2 separate regions of the Mus musculus genome follow, and region 2 is linked to region 1. A link is a contact called in public Hi-C data. All regions are on one chromosome and are shown on one strand. Each heading gives the region's core, a stretch centred on a gene start, on an enhancer-like site or on the middle of the called end of the contact. The rest is flanking DNA. Distances are from core to core; before and after follow the strand shown. Region 1 overlaps Dennd5b (DENN/MADD domain containing 5B). Region 2 has its middle 4.2 kb from the start of Amn1.

What was found. A called contact is a pair of places that touch in the nucleus more often than the background predicts.
Region 2: a contact with region 1 is called in a Hi-C map of liver, with 2.1 times the contacts expected there. The contact joins two enhancer-like sites. A contact is called at or near these places in 1 of 484 Hi-C or Micro-C datasets (liver) and 2 of 9 other capture datasets (adipose tissue and pancreatic islet).

What each region holds. Positions count from the first base shown.
Region 1 is chr6:149,056,156-149,060,062 of GRCm38.p6, reverse strand. All of the region lies in intron 3 of Dennd5b (DENN/MADD domain containing 5B), which reads left to right. Among named protein-coding and RNA genes, the nearest start is that of Gm23462, 16 kb to the left of the region's middle. Within about 2 kb of position 2,037, at least 23 of the 459 cell types and tissues checked have an H3K27ac peak or open chromatin away from gene starts, as enhancers often do. A contact at or near this core is called in adipose tissue and liver, where this site is marked.
Region 2 is chr6:149,190,931-149,194,917 of GRCm38.p6, reverse strand. No RefSeq gene overlaps it. Among named protein-coding and RNA genes, the nearest start is that of Amn1, 4.2 kb to the right of the region's middle. Within about 2 kb of position 1,302, at least 222 of the 459 cell types and tissues checked have an H3K27ac peak or open chromatin away from gene starts, as enhancers often do. A contact at or near this core is called in adipose tissue and liver, where this site is marked.

The DNA of each region.
Region 1 (3,907 bases), core at 788-3,287:
ATAACTGTCATCAGGGCTGGAGAGATGGCTCAGTGGGTAAGAGCACCGACTGCTCTTCCAAAGGTGCTGAGTTCAAATCCCAGCAACCTTACATGGTGGCTCACAACCATCTATCTGTAATGGGATCTGATGCCCTCTTCTGGTGTGTCTGAAGACAGCTACAGTGGACTTATGACTCATATACATAAAATAGATAATTCTTGAAAAAAAACCTGCTATCACATATCCATCTCTTGGAATCATTGGGGACAAAAATATATATTTTATCTTAAAATGCTGGATGGAGGACAGGGATGATGGCATGCTCCTTTAATCCCAACCCTCAAGATCTTGAGTTTGGAGACAGCCTGGTCTACAAAACATGAACGAGTTACAGGACAGCCAGGGCTACACAGAGAAACCCTATCTTGAAAAACCAAACAAATGATAGATGGATGGACGTGCATGCTTTCAGTGGTTTGAATAATAGTGGCTCCTATCAATTCATATACTTAAATGTTTAGGGAGTGGCATTATTTGAAAGGATTAGGAGGTTTGGCTTTGTTGGAATAGATGTGACCTTGTTGGAGGAAATATATAGACCTCTTAGCTCCTTCTCCAGCACCGTGTCTGCCTGTATGCTGCCAGGCTTCCCACCATGCTGATAATAGACTAAACCCCTGAAACTGTAAACTAGCCTCAATTGTTTTTCTTTATATGAGTTGCTGTGGTCATCATAGTGACTCTTCAGCAATAGAACACTGACTAAGATAATGCTGAATGGAAGTTAGCTCAGCCAGGTAAGCATGAGTATCGAATTGAAACCCCTATCACTTACATAAAAGCCAGTTGCAACAGTGCACACCTGTAACTTCAGCTATGAAGAAGGGAGTAGTGCAAACAAGTCTCTGGAGGTCAATGGTCAGCCAGTGTAGCCAAAGTGGTGATTACCAAGGAGAGACCCTATCTTTTAAATGAAATGGAAAGCAACTGAGGAAGACACTTGATATCAACCTCTGACGTGCACATGTTTTACACATATCACATGCAAAGAGTGCTTAAAGAAAAACTTTTTTTTTCATTTATTTTTTTCTGTTAATGATTGAATGCAGAGGCCTTGTGCATGCTAGACAAGCATTGCCATGACTGGATTACCGGCCCCTGCGTCTTATTTCTTGATCCAGTTAAAAGAAATGGTCTTTCTGCCAATTGATTTCATTACTAAAAAGTATGATATATCAACCAGTCTTGTAGAGAACTCAAAACTGAAAAGATTGGCCATAGAGCATTTACAAGCAGGAAATAGGAGTGGAAGGAAAATGAGCCCTGTCTTTTAAAGTCCAGGGGAGGAGAGAAAAATGTGTAATTTATTTTTTACTTCCCATGGTGTTTCTATAAATAAAGCAAGAAAATATTCCACATTACAATCCACCATTACCTGGAGAAAGTGTTTTCCAGGAGACTGTTGTAAGCCAACTTGATAGGAATTTAGTTTGACTGCTCAAATCTCTTTACCTTTCAGTTGAGGTTCAGCTAGGCAACAGAAACCATAACGTAATTTAGGCAGAGGAATGTAATATGAATTATTACTAAACTGTATTAGAAAATAGGCTGTAAAGAAATAAACTCTGAAGGATACTCAATGAAGCACAAACATTTAAGTGAGAGCCCATACCCAGAGCTGTAGTGAATACCTCACTGAAGAAATTCCATTCATAAAATATGAAGAAGACCAGTAGGTTACTTGTCAGTATGTTGCCTGGAGACCAGAGCTGGTCCTTCGTCACTGATCTAACAGAAGGCAAAGTCCAAGGCCCATGTTTTCTGTGGCTGGTGAACAGACCCACAGGATTTGTTGAATATCACTGTGGTGTGAGGTCTGAATATACATTGTTTTAGGACCATAAGAGGTATCATCAGTTGACTGTTCATTCTTGGCATGTGGCATAGCAGTGTGCCACCAGATGTCCTCAAATACCCATACAGCAATAGCAAGACAGATTGCACTCTGGGACCAGAAAGCAAAACAAACAAACAACCTACCCGGCTCCCCTGTGGTGTGTCTCCATTGCCCTCTGCTGGCAAAGGTTAATTCATTGTCTGTATTCGTTGTCAAAGTGGTTACCAACTGTAATAACTGAATGAATTGGAAGCCTTTCACATTATCTGGCATATGATGGAGAAAGAAATATAAAATCAGATACTGATGTCTTAGAGCTGATCTTCTCTCACAGGTAGCTCTTGATGTTTCTACAGACTGATCTGGTATTCACATCTAAGCCATTCTTTTCTGTACGACTTAGCTTCAAAAGAATAACAAGCACTGTTATTGTGTGATGTACAAGATAACACATATACACATACACACACAGAGAGACAGAGAGATAGAGCCAGCATCTCATGAATATTAGGCAAATAAATGCACTACTACTAACCTGCATTTCTACAATATTGTAGATTAATAAAGGTAATCTCTTTAAATTAATTATGTTCAGTAAAGATAGGTTGAAAGGTTCCTTCATTACAGGTTGAATTGCAAAAGAGTCTGCAGAATCGTGGTGCCAGCATGCGTCCAGTTCAGGCAGTAGAGCATGATTCTCCAGTATTTGTAAAATACAATATCTATTAAAGGTCTTTGCCTCAAGTAGGGAGAGGTGGAAAAATGGGTTGGTGAGATAACGCAGCAGGTAAAGGTGCTTGCCTAAATTCAGTCCTCAGGACCCACATAGGGGTAGAAGAGTACCAGCTCTGTAATGTTGTCTTCTAACCCCTTCCCCAGTTCCATAAATTAATTACATAAATAAATGTAATGTAAATTTTTCTTAATTTTACATTTATTTTATGTGAATGGATGTTTTGCCTGCATGTGTATCTATGTACCACATTCATGCCTGGTGCCCTTGGATGTAAGGAGAGGTTGTCGAAGGAAACCATTGTGTTAGGGGCACTACTGAAGTGCAGCTCTTCACAGCAGTTGGCTGCTGGTGAAAGTAGGCGTAAGGGAGGACTCAGTTTTCTTTAAGGGGCTGGCCACTGCAAGTTTGACCATGCTTTAGTAAGTATATAGGGAACTTAAATTGGACTTGGAATTTTTTCTTATTTCTTTTCTTTTTTTTCTTTTTCTGCTTTTGTTTTGGAGGCGGTCATGAGAGGGGGGGGTGGGGGGGATGGACCTGGGAAGTCTGGAAAGTATATAATCCGGTACATTATATACAAATTCTAAATAATCAATAAAAATATTATGTTGAAAAAGGAAAAGATCATTGAATCTCCTGGAATTATGAATGATTGTAAGCCACCATGTAGGTGCTAGGAATCAAGTCTGGGTCCCCTGCCAGCACCTCTGGGCTGTCTATCCAGCATCAGTTAAGAACATATGCTACGGGCTGGAGAGATGGCTCAGCGGTTAAGAGCACTGACTGTTTTCCCAGAGGTCCTGAGTTCAATTCCCAGCAACCACATGATGGCTCACAACCTTCTGTAACAGGATCTGATGCCCTCTTCTGGTGTGTTTGAGGACAGCTACAGTGTACTTGCATCCATAAAATAAATAATTCTTAAAAAACAAAAAGCAACAAAAAACAAAAAAAAAACATGTACTGCTCTTACAGAGGACCAGTTCAACTCCCAGCACCCATGTAGGGCAGCTCACAAGTACTTGTAATCCCAGCTCCAGGGAGATCCAGCACCCTCTTGTGCAATCATGTGCACAGTCTGCCCCCCCCATATTTACATAATTTTAAAATAATAAAAAAAATCTTAAAAAAATTTTTAATGTTGAAATGGCACAAAATTTTTAAGTGGAAAACATCCTTTTTATGCTTGGTCAAATGCGACAAGTAACATCTGATTATTGTCCTTAACCTTTTGCAAAGTTAAAGTTATAAAGTCAGCCCCCAGTTCTACTGTCATTGTGTACACAGAATTT
Region 2 (3,987 bases), core at 53-2,552, 140 kb before region 1:
CCAAGTGCAGAGCCAGAGAAGGAAGCTGGCTGACTAAACAAATATAGAAACATAGTTTTAACGGTCAAAATTACTAAGCTTCCAAAACAAGATTAACAATTCCCCTGCCCCACCTCACACTAAAAACCTCAAGGACAGACAAAATGAGAGTCACCCTCTACAAACCAACCAATGTCTAAAAAGGTTATTGACTACACCAATTAAAATAAACCAAACTACCCTGGTGCCTATATCCGGCCCTTACAAAGGTATAAAAAGTGTGTTCTTTCTTTGTTCTGGGTCTCTCCTCTGACCTGTGTGCTGAGAGGGGAGTCCTCAACATGTTGGAATAATAAAAATCCTCATGTGGTTATAGCAATGGAGGTCTCTTTGGTCCTTGTGAGTAAGGGTATTTTGATGAACTACAATACCTTAGCATCTCTCATTCTCCCAATAGAATAGAAAGAGTGTGGTCTGGAGATTATGCCAGATCTCTCTGTTTGGGAAAGTGTTCAACTATGATCTGTAAAATAGCATTATACCCTAGACTCATTTAAGAATTCATGAAATCATGCAAAGATTTACTATGTTTGCCACCAACATGCTTCAAAAATAATAGTTCCACTATTATTATCTACTACTATACTTGGAAATATAGCTATGTCCTTGAGCTACTGTTCTCTTCTCAGAGTGAGACTGAATAGAAGAAGCACTTTCTCAAATAAAAAGGTCTGTCAGAGTCCAGGCTTTTTCTACTCTGTTTGTACCCATTATAAGGCTGAATACATCCAGAATCAGCAAAACTAAATTCCAGTTTCAAAAAATTTATGGAAGCTTCTTTCCCATAAATCCCCATCAAAACTTAATCCACATGTAAATAGTTTCAAAATGAGTCCCCTGGCCATGTGCTATAATGTAAGGGCCCATGATTCTCTGAAGTATGATACCCCAGACCCAAATAGTATGCAAAAGCAAAGAGCATTTATTCTGCACAAAGCCAGGAAGCAGGAGTCTACCATTTACTAGGGTGGAAGACAAAAGACTTGAGCTTCACAGGCTCAATTTAAAGCTGATTAGGGGAATTCCAGGGAGAAGTAGGTGGCCTTTATCCTGATTGGTTTGCTCTTTTCTTAGGGTTATGATGTTTCTGAGATTGGCTAGAGCTTCAGGGACTTTCTTCAGGAGCCTAGCAAGTGTTGCTGACTCATCCTGTTTGTTTTGGCAACAAACCAGATAAATGAAGAGGAAGCTGCTTGTAGGGTGTGGCTTTTCCAGTAACTGACTCGCCCAGACTTTGCCCGTAGTTGCCCAGTTCTCAGAAACGAACTAGATCTGACCTCTCAAACTGCCCGTTTGGAGCCTGTCATGGAGTCTGCCTAGCTCAGTCTTCTTACCAGTGAGGAACCAATCTTTGTGGCTGAATGTATATATACCCTGTGTGCTCTACAGTTGTTGGCTTAGTCTCTCTCTGGGAGCTCCCATTGAATTCACTCCTCTAGGGACTAGTTCCTTTTTTTTTTTTTTTTTTTAAAGACTTATTTATTATATGTAAGTACACTGTAGCTGTCCTCAGATACTCCAGAAGAGGGCATCAGATTTCATTATGGATGGTTGTGAGCCACCATGTGGTTGCTGGGATTTGAACTTGGGACCTTCGGAAGAACAGTCGGCGCTCTTAACCACTGAGCCATCTCGCCAGCCCCTAGGTACTAGTTCTAATCATGCTTTTACTTGTCTAATGGAAGTGTGGACCACTGAAGCCTCAGCACCCAACCCAGTCCTGTGGTCTCAATATTTAATAAAATGGTGTTAGTATGTGGTTGTGCCCTAAAATCAAACTTCACTATCACAAAAACAAAAAGTGTGTACTGAGGAGCATATTGAAGAGAAGGCTGTAATTGGTTGAGAGAGCCCCAACTTGTCTTAGAACTTCCCACAGGGCCTTACAAAAGGTCCCTGAGTCCCCCTCCATGCCCAGCCAATTAATGTAAAGGTCACCAGAACCACCAATCATTACGTGCCTAGTTACTGTTGTTATAATCTGCACTCAAAAACTATATAAAAGACTTATGAACGAAAAAAAGGGGTCACCTTTCCTCTGGGTGCAGGACCACCCCAGCACACTAGAAAAATAAACCTCTTGTTTTTTCATCAAACTTTGTTCTCCAGTCTCATTTGGGGGGTCTCCCAGTAGCTAAGGCTCACTTTGAGTTTTAGCATGGTCTCAACATTTAAGTCATTAGAAAGGAAGTTAAGACATAGAACCAATAAATTACTCTGAAAAAAAAAAAGCATTTTGTACTATGAAAAATAGCATTTAAAAGCCACAAGTTTTCTTCAGCAAACCCATAAAGAAAGAATCTTAAAACCAGGCAGAGGTGGCACACTCCTTAATCCCAGCACTCGGGAGGCAGAAGCAGGCGAATTTCTGAGTTCGAGGCCAGCCTCATCTACAGAGTGAGTTCCAGGACAGCTGAAAGACCCACAACGTGAGGACTCCCCCACGTTCTGACTCAGGAGAGGCGACACCCCAAATCACTCACAAGAAGCGGTCTTGATGAAAATTGCAAGAGGACTTTTATTTCAAGAGCGCTCTCGAGCCCACAGTCATACACCATGCAGGGGGAGAGGACCGTGGCACCCTGAGTAGCTGGGTAAGGGGGTATTTAAAGGAAAAAACCACAACTCAAGAGGGTGGGGAGGGCGTTGTTGGAAAATACCAAAAATACCAGTTAAGAGTCATGAGGAAGGGAAAGCCAAGACAGTTTTCTAGGAGCCTCTAACAATAGCACAGTCAGGGTGGGTCAGGGTGGGTCAGGGTGACTTTTTTGAACGAACACTCCCTAAACCCTGGAGGCAGGTGGGTGGAGGAATGTCACTATCTGTTTTATGATTAGCATGCCTTGTAGCATTGAGTCACAAAGGTCACATTCTCAAGCCTGGACCTAAAGGCCTAGAATTTTTTGTTTTTTATGTTTCACTTTTTTACAGCCAGGACTGCACAGAGAAACCATGTCTTGAAAGGAAAGAAAGGGGCTAGAGAGATGGCTCAGCGGGTAAGAGCACTAGCCGCTCTTCTAGAGGTCCTGAGTTCAATTTCCAGCAACTACATGGTTGCTCATAACCATCTATAATGAGGTCTGGTGCTCTCTTCTGGCTGTGAAGGCAGAACATTGTATACATAATAAATAAAACTTAAAAAAAAAGAAAGGAAAGAAAGAAAGGGAGGAAGGAAGGAAGGAAGGAAGGAAGGAAGGAAGGAAGGAAGGAAGGAAGGAAGTGAAAGATCCTGACAGAATGTAAAAGGTCACAGAAGCCCTGAAATTGGCAAGATAGATGTCAGTGTTAGCAGAACTAGCTTCACTGATTTAGAAAAATAGAGGTGCACAGTGCTCTGGCCACTCCTTGAACCCGTGTGTCTGCCAATGTTTTGACTGTTCCTTGAACACATGTGTGTGCCCACTGATGAAGCCCATTGCCAGGTGTTTGTGATATTGGTTGCTGAGAAAGAGTCAGAAAATCTCCCCAGCAACCACAGCCCGGCCAATCCTGAGTTGCTACACCTGCACCAGACTCTTTCCTCGTACCCCTCCCATATCCATTTCTTGAGAATAGACATTGTTTAGATCTGGAAATCCCCTACTCTCCCCTTTCTCCTTTCCCCCCTGAGGGCCTATAAAAACTGGGACCTCTTTCCCCTCGAGGTCGACTCCTCTACCCCTTTGTGGGATATGAGTTGTCCCCAGAGCTCTGGCTCACCCCCCCTCCCCAATAAAGCATCATGTGGTTTACATCAAGCTTGGTCTATCGTGAGTTCTTGGGTGTCCGCTATTGTCCTGAGGCCTGAGCGAGGGGCTCCTTTCAGAGTCTTTCAGAAGGAAGGAAGGAAGGAAGGAAGGAAGGAAGGAAGAAAGAAAGAAAGAAAGAAAGAAAGAAAGAAAGAAAGAAAGAAAGAAGAGAGAAAGAAAGTCAGTCTTACCTAGGGGAGCCAGGTCCCTTCATGATCCT